3 separate regions of the Sus scrofa genome follow, and regions 1 and 2 are each linked to region 3. Evidence: chromatin contacts called from public HiChIP or PLAC-seq data. All regions are on one chromosome and are shown on one strand. The core of a region is the stretch at or near the end of the contact, and the rest is flanking DNA. Distances in the headings are between cores, read along the strand shown.

The links. HiChIP or PLAC-seq counts read pairs in DNA pulled down with a chosen protein or histone mark.
Region 1: an H3K27ac HiChIP or PLAC-seq map of alveolar macrophages shows a contact between it and region 3. The contact joins the promoter of XPA here to the promoter of ANP32B in region 3. A contact is called at or near these places in 1 of 5 promoter capture datasets (liver) and 1 of 2 datasets of contacts at active chromatin or transcription factors (alveolar macrophages).
Region 2: a contact with region 3 is called in an H3K27ac HiChIP or PLAC-seq map of alveolar macrophages. The contact joins the promoter of NCBP1 here to the promoter of ANP32B in region 3. A contact is called at or near these places in 1 of 5 promoter capture datasets (fetal liver) and 1 of 2 datasets of contacts at active chromatin or transcription factors (alveolar macrophages).

What each region holds. Positions count from the first base shown.
Region 1 is chr1:239,566,085-239,569,880 of Sscrofa11.1, reverse strand. XPA (DNA repair protein complementing XP-A cells) reads left to right here and starts at 1,292. Exons shown (of 7, transcript XR_301366.3): 1 at 1,292-1,514.
Region 2 is chr1:239,490,462-239,494,397 of Sscrofa11.1, reverse strand. It overlaps NCBP1 (nuclear cap-binding protein subunit 1), which reads right to left and starts at 1,821. Exons shown (of 24, transcript XR_002336867.1): 1 at 1,349-1,821. TSTD2 (thiosulfate sulfurtransferase/rhodanese-like domain-containing protein 2) reads left to right here and starts at 1,515. Exons shown (of 10, transcript XM_005660262.3): 1 at 1,515-1,879.
Region 3 is chr1:239,840,673-239,844,226 of Sscrofa11.1, reverse strand. ANP32B (acidic leucine-rich nuclear phosphoprotein 32 family member B) reads right to left here and starts at 2,165. Exons shown (of 7, transcript XM_021066477.1): 1 at 1,756-2,165. The coding sequence starts at 1,809.

The DNA.
Region 1 (3,796 bases), core at 43-2,542, 270 kb after region 3:
CCAGCCTACGCAAGAGCCACAGCAACTCGGGATCCGAACCGTGTCTGCGACCTACACCCACAGCTCACAGCAAATGCCAGATCCTTAACCCACTAAGGGAGGCCAGGGACCGAACCCGCAACCTCATGGTTCCTAGTTGGATTCGTTAACCACTGAGCCACGACGGGAACTCCAAAAGTCACTAATTTTTATTAAGTTAATTTATCTAATTTTATCCTGTTTGTGCTTTCGTTATCATATGAAACTTGAGATTTTATCATGGGACAAGATCAATGGATAGGGAGCGAGAGGAATTTGAGGGGAAAAGGAGTAGGGATGGTTTGAAATCTGTCTCCAGTTCAACTAGGAGATCGCAGCACTTATTTACTCTATAGAAGGTCCTCCAGCTTAGATATACATATAACTGATTGACTAAAACCACTAGGTTGTGCTTCTCAAACTGTGAATGTTAGGTATTATCCAGTGGGCCAGTTTGTTCTAAGAACTAGTCCCAATGGTATAAGTGGTAATTAGAACTTAATGTTTTCTGGCTTCAATTAAGTTTTATTGTCATAAAAAAATACATTTTTAGGAAAGCATGCCATATTTATTTTGCTTCATTTGCCACACTTTTGGGAAGTCAGGGTTTAGCTCAAATCCAAAGTAAGTTCATCCACACTCTAGAAATATTCCATGGAAAAGTTAGCCAAACTTACGCATACCAGCTTTGGTAATTGGTGCTGCCTTTGCCTTTTGTCACCCAGAGTTTAAACCCAGGTGTTCTCATTTCAAATCTATGACTCTGTCTAGGCCAGAATTTCAAAGTAGTCATACCAATCATCCGCTGATTTCTTTTGATTGAAACTACTGTTACTACTAACTGCCATCATTTTGGGAAGCTTTCTATGTGCCAGGCATTGTGCGGAAAGACTACATCTAATTTTCTCAACAACTCTATTAAGTGGTTCTGTAATTATCCTCATTTTACTACTGTTGAAACTGAACTCAGGGTAAGTGACTTACTGAAGGCCACGCAGATGGCAAGTGTCAGAACTAAGATTTCATCCAAGTCTGACTCCAATGCCCATGTGCTGAACCACCAAGCGAAGCTATTATTTTAAAGATGACTGGGTCCTGAACACTGATCTTGGAACCAGCCGGCGACTTCAGAGTTACAAAGCCAACAAGTAAACTCCGCTCTGACGCTTGCGCAGATTCCAACTACCGCTCCTTTCTGCAAGTCCTTCTCAAAATGCGCAGGCGCGCTCCCTACCGCCAGCGCGGAGGCGGGGCCTCGACCAGCTTTGGCGTTTCAATGCGCCTGCGTGGGGGCTATTGCCACAGTCTTCTGGGGAGGTTGGACATGGCGGCTGCTGAAGGGTCTTCATCTCAGCCGGCGGCTTCAGAACAGCCGGCGGAGCTGCCTGCCTCAGTGCGGGCGAACATCGAGCGTAAGCGGCAGCGGGCGCTGATGTTGCGCCAGGCCCGGCTGGCGGCCCGGCCTTACCCAGCGACGACGGCTGCGGCTACCGGAGGTTTGGACCCTAGCGGCGTCTGCCCCATCTCTCTCCTGGCGGACCTGGGGCCCCGTCCTTGGTGTGGCGACCAGACCCTCCCCCGCAGTCCTCGGAGGGATTCAGCTCAGCTGGCCTTGTCACAGCGGGGTGTCCAAGACCACAGGGCGACTTCTGACTCCCAGCCCTGGCCTTGCCTCACGGCACCTGGGCGGTCCAGCGGCCGTCCTTGGCTTGGGGATGCCGCCGCCCTCGCTGTCGGGAGGAGCCAGGCAATGTCTCCGTTCTCCTTTTCTGTTCTCTGCCTGCAGCTTCCACCAGTCCCGGGATGGTCTTTGTATAAAGCTTTTAGACCTCGTAACACATTTTAGTAATCCTGCACCTGCTTCCTTATTCATCCATTTAACGCAGGGTGATTGAGTGCATATTCCCTAATTGGCACACAGTGCTTGCTACGTGCTGGGCGCAGAGAGGAGCAAACAGACATTAGCTACTGACTCCGTGGGGCTAACCGAGTGACAACTGTTGTGTGTCAAAGTTTCCAAGTAGCTAATTTGGCTCTCACAGCTAACCTGAAAATAATTAGGGCAGGGTTTGGTATCCATGTTTTACTGAGGAGATAATTGAGCGCCAGAAAGCGACAGAGGTTTGCTCAGGTTCGTCTCAGCAAGTGCAAAGGCTAATCTGGACTAGAACTCAGGTCATCTGACCCTCGGTTCAAGGTCTTGTTCACCAGCTTCCTTTGCTATACTAAGCATTTCTCTCACCCTTAGGAAGAAAGGCTGTTATTCTTGTGTTATTCTTGTCTGGATTTCATCTTCCCTTTATTAGGACAGCCCTTGGCTGTGCATTTGTCTATTTGCTTATCATGTATGTGTTTATCATATAACTCTCCACTGGGATCAAGTGGTAGTCTTCTCCATGGTACCTAAAATATAGTTTGATTGACATGTGATTCTTTAGGACTGCCTCCATGACACGAAGCACCTGTGTTCCTCAACCAACTGTGTAGTGTGTGAGCAGTTGAACACAAAACTGTATCATCTACTTAACCCTTTCATCAGCCAGGAGTAAGGAAGAGTGAAAAGAGCTAGCTGGGTGTCTTGAGATTCATACTGACACTGAATCTGAAAACCCTAGCCACTTTTAATGGTTCTGGTCTCAATGCAAAAAATTGTTCATTTGCATTGATAAATTCATATTTATGATTCCATAAAGGTTTCAAGACTTGTACTAAATGGCTGTGGAACAGGGGTACAAAATAGAGCATAAACTGGTATTAAACTTCTGATAATGGAAAGCAAGGTAGTATGAATATTTTTTAAGATTTCCTGGGCATTTACCAAAGAACCAAATTGTGCTGTAACAGTGTATGCAACCTGCAGTGCTTCAAGAGCCGAGATTTTTATCTTTGTAGTACTTTTATTTCAATGTACTGTATAATTTCCACTTTCTGTGTGTGGTATGACATAAGCCATGAAAAAAGATGAGAAGTTGCTTAGAATATGTTGCTAAGAGTAGTGTTAAGGGCCTGGGGGGCATAGCAAGGCATAAGAGTAGAGAGAAACTGGGCTTTGTTTTTGGCATATTTTAGCATTGTTCAGGATCCTGATCAAATTATCATCTTGATTATTCCAGTTTCCCTTAATTCTCATTGCACTCATAGTCATTCTGATCATTTGCTACACTTCATGAAATCAGAATCATATTTTGGTACATTCATCCATTTCTATCCATTCAGCAAAATTCACGGAATGCTTAATTATTTTTCAGAATTAGAGAAAAATGGTTCAGTCTAGTGGAGGGATATATAAAAAGGTAGTATGAGAAGTACTGTTAACAGAAACAGTACTTATACTCTAATCCCCTTATTTTTATATTTTAAAAAATTTTATTGGCGTGTAGTTGACTTAAAATATTTTATTAGCTTCAGGTGTACGGCAAAGTGAATCAGTTTTTTATGTATTTCTTTTTGGGTATGCTGGTGGGAGTGGTGGTATTTCATTATAGTTTTAGTTTGTACTTTCCTAATTGCCAATGATAATGAGAACTTTCTTGTGGTCATTGGCTATTTGCATATCTTTTCTCTCTCTTTTTTTTTTTTTTTTGTCTTATTAGGGCTGCACCCATGACATATGGAGGTTCCCAGGCTAGGGTTCGAATTGGAGCTGCAGCTGCCAGCCTACACCACAGCCACAGCAATGCCAGATCCAAGCCACATCTGCAGCCTACACCACAGCTCATGGCAATGGCAGATCCTTAACCCACAGAGCAAGGGCAGGGATCGAACCCTTGTCCTCATG
Region 2 (3,936 bases), core at 572-3,071, 350 kb after region 3:
TGCAGCCTACTATACATGTGTAGCAAAAAGAACCTTGGATTTGCTTTCACCTGTGTCTGGGCACAGCCATCTCCATTAATTATACTAAATCTAGACCCTTAGGTGTCAGGTGACAAGACTGGACTAGACTATCCTCTCAAGCCATGTCCTAGCAGAAAACTGATATTTCATTGTTAAAATTAAGTAGGTGGGATTTGGTTCCTACCCTCGAGTGCCCCAACATTCAAGGAGAGAAAAATATAAGTGGAGAAAATTAATTAAATCCAACTTTTTGATCCGTATTTTTTTCCTACATCGTTGACATCTGCCAATGCTTATCAATTCTTAAGCATTAACAGATGATAAAATACATATCATCATGAGCAATTAGTTACATATGTTAATCCTCACAAAACCAAGAACAGGCATGTATCATTAATCCAATACTACAGACTAAGGTTTAAAGAGGTGATATAATCTGGGCAAGATCACAAAATAAATGGCAAGGTCTAACTTTGAACTTAAACCCTCTGTCTCCAAAGTCTGGCCTCTTAACCACTTTACAACACTATTTTCAAGTATTAATAACTAAATTATTTTTAGTTTCTTTTTGCTTTTCTAGATGTGTATTCTTGACTGTTGTTTTTTTAATGTAAGCATCGTTTCCTATTTTTAACTAGCTAAATTATTCCTGGTTTCTATGACGGCAATTCCAGGATCCCCATGAGTGCAAATATCCAAATGGGAACCCCGATCTAACCTCTACGAGCTCTCTAGTGAGTCTTCTGGCATTCTTTTCTTAAACGAGAGAAATAAGCTTACAACCAATTCAAGATCTAACATAACGACCTACGTATATCTATTTATTAAAGACTTCTCGCGTGCGGATAAGAAGCTGATTTTTCTTCCCCAGTGGTTTGAAAGAAGGCAAAACCCCGGATGACCCGCACAGGAGAGCTGGGATTGCAATTCATCAGATCTCTCACCTTCCGAGAGCCATTAATACATGATGTTTGAGGGTCAAAACGAGACACTGGGACAAGTGAGTCCTGGTCACCGTCTCTAAGGGGAAGCGGCACAGACACAAATATACTTCCCTGCTCGGCGGTACCAAGGACCTTATCTTAAAGAGTGCTTAGAGACCAGGGGTGCACCAGGCCTCCCCTCCGCCGACGACTCAAGAGGTGCGGTGGGGGATAGCACGAGCTTTCCAGCAGTCGCCCAGCCACACTCCCGCTGTGCCACCCATCTCCCCGCAAGTTCCTGGGGGAAGGGCTTCCCGTCCCTTCGCTCAGGACCTGAAGACCGAAGAAGCCAAACCTCGGCCCCACCTGGGCGCGGCTTCGGCGGCCAGGCCCAGAGCACTCACCATCGTTCTCGTCGCTGTGCCGCCGCCGTGACATGCCGCACGTTGTGTATGCGGCGGAGCCTAGACGCCGGGCGGGAAGAGCGGCAGGAACCGTCGGGCAGCCGGCCGGCGCGAGGACAGCGGCGAGGCTCACGAAGTGGCCCGCGCGCAGGCGCACTCGCTCGCGACGGCTCCCGGAAGCGCAAGGGGGAGAAGTGGCCGGGTGGGCTCGGCGGGCTCGGATCCCGGAGAGCCGGCGTCTGGAACCTCACCAAGCCACTGCCGCCTCGTCCGCACGCAACCGCCCCCTCGGGCTGCCTCCGCCTCTCCGCTGCTTCCTTCGCCCGCCTCCGCGGGAAGTCCTTCCGGGGCCACGCGGAGAGCACCGCCTCCCCAGGCGGCCGGAGCCCGCAGGCCGCGAGCCACGCCTTGGCGGGGGTGGTCTAGGAGGGACGCTCTAGTTCAGACTCCCTCCACTTCAGACTCCCCCCCGGGCCTCTCAGTGGTTTTCCCGGCGGCCCTTTCGCTAACGGCCTAGACTTCCGGGGCGAGGTGAGGTCCCCGGCGTTCCTTCCTACGTAAACAGGGGCGGGGGCTGGAGGTGCAAGGGTGGTGAGAGGTGACAATTGCTAGGCGGAGACGGTTTGGTGAAGAAAGATCTAAGAAAGGATCTGGACTGGCGGGTACGTGCTCATCTTTCTCCCACTTCCGGGCCTCTGCCGACTCGGGAAAGCTGGGAGGAGAGATTGGGCCAGGCCCGGCGCGCGGGGTGGGGCCCAAGCGGGAAGCGGCGCCGCTCGAGCAGCTCTGGGGACCGAAAGACCCTGCCTAGCTTGAGCTTGCTGCTCTGCGGTTAGCTTCTGACCGTCGTCTGACCTCTCGCCCCTCTGAGTTGTTGATCGCTTTAGTAATGTTTCCAGTGGTTATTGGATACTTCCATTATGTGTATGTGAATATTCTCCGCCCTGACCTCTGTGGTGAACACCACGGCTGCTTATCTGCTTTGTCGATGGCCATTTGAAATTTCACACGCGTGAAATGAACCTTTCATTCTCCTAGCCTAACCTAGCCTAACCTATTGCTCCTTCACTTTTACGCATCCATCCGATTGCTTAATCCAAAAATGTAGGTAGGAGTCATTCTTGGCTCCTTACTTACTACCTAATGAACTATCAGTAAACCTTATCAGCTCTACTTTCAAAACCGATCTGGAATCAGTTACTCCTTTTTTACTACTCTCTCATGACTTTGCGATGTAAAGTAACCTGACCTACAGGGTCCTACTCTTTTATCACTATGCTCCAACAATTCTTACTTTCTTCCTGTACCTCCAGTAAGGCAAGCTTGTTCACCCTTTAGGCATTTATATTCCTTTGCCTGAAGATTTCTACCCTTAAGTATGCATGGATGGCTCCTTGGCATTTCAGTCCCAGCTCAAGCATCAGCCCCCTTAGGAATCCTTCCCTGGCCACCCAACCTTTTACTCCATACCACAAATATTGTATTTATTATGTGCCAGGCAGTGTTCTAGACATTGAGGAGGCTGAGGTGAACGAAGGAAAACCCCTGCTTTCTCAGTGCTGATGACCGGTTGAGGAATCCAGCAAACTGCAGTCAGAGGTGGTGGGCAAAAATAGAAAAAGATGCGATTAGGGTGTGGTGGGAAAGGCTTTATAAGAACCTTGGACTTTATCTGATGCCTTTAAAAGCCTTTGGAGGGAGAGATCTGACTTATTTTTAAAGTCACCCCTCTTGCTCTTACGGGAGAAGGGCAGTTAGGCAATTGCAATAATTCATGCAAGAAATAATGGTTGCTTAAGTGGGGTTGGTAGGGAAGGTAGTGCAGTGTCATCTGATGTGATTATATTTCAAAAGCAGAATTGACAGGATTTTCAATACTCTGAAAGAGTGAGGAGACAAGAATCCCAAAGTTTTTTCCTGAGTAACAGGAAGAATGGAATTGTTGTTTACAGAGGTGAGGAAGACAAGGAGAGCAAGTTAAGAGCTGGATTTTTTTTTTCTTTCTAATAGTTTGGTTTATTGTTTATTATTTATTTTTTGTCTTTTGAGGGCACATGGAGGTTCCCAGGCTAAGGGTCAAATTGGAGCTGCAGCCAATGGCCTGCACTACAGCCACAGCAATGCAGGATCCAAGCTGCGTCTGTGACCCATACCATAGCTCATGGCAACGCCAGATCCTTAACCCACTGAGCAGGCTGGGGATGGAACCTGTATCCTCATGGATACTAGTCAGATTCATTTCTGCCGAGCCTCGATGGGAACTCCTGTTTTTTATTTTATTATTTTTAAGGCCCTATCTGCAGCATATGGAAGTTCCCAGGCTAGGGGTCAATTCAGAGCTGTACCTGCTGGCCTATGCCACAGCATCGTGGGATCCAAGCCACATCAGTGGCCTACACTGCAGCTCACAGCAGTGCCAGATCCTTAACCCACTGAGCAAGACCAGGAATTGAACCTGTGTCCTCATGGATTCTAGTCGGGTTTGTTACCACTGAGCCACAATGGGAACTCCCTAATGGTTTGGTTTTGACAGTTGCATTTGAACAGTCTCCTGGCTCTCCAGCTGAAGCCATCCAGTAGACAGTTGG
Region 3 (3,554 bases), core at 916-3,415:
TCCAGGGAGAGGTGGGAACACCAGATGCAGCAGGGCCGCACCTCATTTGTGGGGACCTCAGAGATTTAAAACCCCTGGCACACCAGGGAAAGCCTGCTTGACGAATTCCCACAAGTTGGCAACTTGTTACCCAACGCTACCTGACTGCCCGAAACGCGCCCGTCTCCAGTGTGGGGCGCAGGGGCGGGAGGGGGTGGTGAGGGCTTTCCCCGGGCCGCCCCTCTGCCAGGGGACGCCACTCACCCGCGGAGGGGTTCTGGCGGAGGCGCGGCCTCCCAGCGCTGGCGCCAGGAAACATGGCCCCGCGCCCTGCCGCGGGAAGCCGCTCTACTTCGCGGGGAGGGCGGGGTAGAGAATAAAGACGTGACTCTTCAAGGCCCACCAGCGACTCACGGAGCCGCGGCAGGCGAGCACCGGCCTGGATCTGCGGCTCTGAAGCACGTGCGGGGCAGCGCCCGCCCGGCAAGCAAGCACAGCCGAGGCCCGTCTGTACCCGCGACTAGGGGCGGAGGCGGCCGCCTGCCGTTGCCCTTTTAAGAAGGGGGGAGGGGGCGGCAGCGCGCCCGAAAGATGAGTCGGCGACGGCCGGAGCGCTCGGCTCCCGCCAGTGCGAGCCGAGCCCTGGCGAGGCCCGCGCCAAACAAACCGCAGGCTCGGCCAAGGGAGCGGCGGCTCAGAGCCACCGCCGGTGCGGGCGGGCAGGGCCGGACGGACAGAGCCCGCAGGCCGACTCACGCGGCGGAAGGAGACGGGTGCCCGCCAACATGGCGCTGCGTCGGCCTGTGGCGCGCCTGGGCTGACGCGAGGAGCCGCCGCCCGCCCACACCGAGGGGCCAACCTCCCGGGCAGGGGCCCCCGGGCTCCGCCGCCGCGGCGCGGGGGGGAGGGAGAAGCCGCTTACGCCACAACTGCTAGCTCGGGCCGAGCGCGGCCTGCATTTGGAGACCGGGACTGGGGAAGGCCTGGGGGTCGAAAGGGGCGCGAGAGATAGGTAGACAAAGTTTTATTTTTAGGCTTGAAAAATGGCGGGAACCGACTCCTTTTTTCAAACTTGGCCTCGGGAGGGGCGTCGGTTGCGCCACCTCCGCCACCCGGGCTCGCCCCTCCCCAGCTCGCGCGCGCCAGGCCGCGCCCGCCCAAGCCCCCCGGCGCCCGAGGGGGCTTCCTGTCCCCCTTGGAGGCAAAGAACCCTCTGTTCGTCCTTCCGCTCCCGTCCTGGCCGGACCGGCGCCAACCGCGAGACCTGGCTGGAGGAGCCTCCTGCTCCGCCCGAGCCCCCTCCCGGGCCGGCCGGGGGCACGCGGAGGCCGGCCTGGCCCGCAGCGGGCCCAGTCCGGACTGGCAGCGCGGCTCCTCCGTAGGCCCGGCCTCCGCCCGGCCGCGCATCTCGGGAGGCTGCAAACATGGCTCCCAGCGTTACACAACCCCCTCCTCCCTCTCTTGCCGCCGGCCACACGCACACGCGCTCCTTCGGGAAAGGACCCCGGCGGGCGAAGAGCTCAAAGTTTGCTTTCCCCCACCCCACCGCCTTCCCTGGACGGCCGCAGGGGCCCGCGGGCGCCAAAGAGTTAATCCCGCGCGCTCGCTCCCCCCTCCGCGCCCGCCCGCCTGCCCGCCCGCCTTTCCCGTCCGAGCCCGCGAGCTGCGCTCTTGCCCGCGCCGGGGTCGGCGAGCCCGCGTCTGGGACCCCGCAGGTGGCCACCATTACATGCAAGTCATCGGGGGGAGAGGGAGCCCGAAGGGGATTCTGCTTACAGCTGCCGGGGTCCGGTTCCTCAGCTCCAGGTGGATTCTCTTCTTCATGTCCATGTTTCCCTCTTCCCCCCTCTTCAAACTTAACTTTCCGCAACGGGGGCGGAGGGGGGAGAGGCTCCCAGCCTGCGCAGCGAGGGCCGTCGGAAGGGGTCTGCTCGAGGCAGAGGCCGGCGGCGCGGTCCGGGGCGGCTGGCGGCGTGCGGGCAGGAGAGCGGAGCCCCCGGAGCCAAGTTACTCACGGGAGCGGAGAGAAACCATGGAGGGAAAAGGGGGCTGGAGCGCAGCGCTGGTCTCACTACCGCCGCCCCCGGCCGCGGCTCCGCACTGCGCTTAAACCGGCGACGCGGCGCGGGTGGCTGCTCGGCTCGACTCGGCCCCGCGCGGCGCCGCTCGGCTCGGCAGCCGCGGTGCACCAAGGACGGGGCGGGGAGAGGCGCGGCGGGAGGGGCGGAGGCTGGGGGGGAAAAGGCGCAGCCCGGGGGACAGGAGTGGCTTCTTCCCGCCCTCCGGTCGCACGTGGGGTGGCTGATGTAAGACCCACCTCGGGGGCTTCCCCGCCCGTCCCCCAGCTGAGACCTTGGGTCTTTCCTCGACGCGCCTGGAGACAGGTCTCCAGCCCGCGCTTGGAAGTCGGCCGAGCGGGCTGCGGGGAGACTTTGCGGTCGGTCTTGGGAGCTCTCTAAGGCCAAGCCCTCGCGCCGAGCCTCGGCCAGGCCAACCCGACACCGGCGAAGGCGGCAGACTTGAGAGCGCGGGACCGGGGCTTTCGGGGTCACCTCCCGCTCCCCTCCAACTACAGCATGGGGCCAACAGCACGAGACCTGTGTTTCCTTGGCCAAGTGGGGCTGGAAGTGCTGTGAGGACCCCCGTTGGGGGGCAGAATCGCTGCCGGCCCGCGCTGTAGCGCGTGGCACTTGGCGGAGTCGGCCATTGAGACCGATGGGGACGGGGTAGCCCCGGCCGCTTGCTCAAACCGCAGAGATGCGAGCGTTCCAGAGTTCGGGAGAATCTCCCTGGGTTTTCTAACATTAAGTATAGGCTAGTGGAGGCAGTAATTAGCATTTCTAATGGAGCCTCGAAGTTTACCGAGGTTCCTCAAGACTTTTATCTCCTTTATTTTTAAGGGCACCCCTCTGAGGTGTGTGGATTCTTGTTGGTCTCCAATTCGGGGAAGCTTGGCAGGTAGCTTTTGTCATGGGCTGCCTCAAAAAGCTCCCTGAGAGACAGGGTTAGAGCACTAAGTCGGTTTTGCAGACCTCTGGGGAGTAATATGAAGTTACATTCATCTTAAAATAAGTACATAGTCACGTGTCAAATCAGATACCATCTTAATTCTAGTATAGAGAAGAAGCTCCAAGATTGAGAACAATTTAGGAATAGAGAAAAACAACTCTATGGCATTACCATAAGTTTTTCTTAAAGTTAAGACTCCTCTCTTTCACCTAAGTTCATTTAGTGGCAAACAAAACTATATCGATTTTTAAAATATCAGATGCATGAAAATGTCAAAGCAGAAAATTTTCAGGAGGGTTATGGAAAAAGGCAAAAACTTTCTAGTATGTAGTTCCCTTGTATTTTAAATGTTAGTCTTAGCAGACATTTTTGTGATGGGGAAATGGTGAGGGCAGTGCTCTTCAGGATGTCGCACGAGGTCTGTAACTAAGGTTATGAGAACCACAAGACTATGAGATGAAGGCTTTTACGAAAAACTAAACTTAGTTCCATGAGCTAACAAGCAATTCGTGTGCATCCACTTTTAGGGCTTAATATGTTCTTTCAGTCATTGCACAAATGAGGAA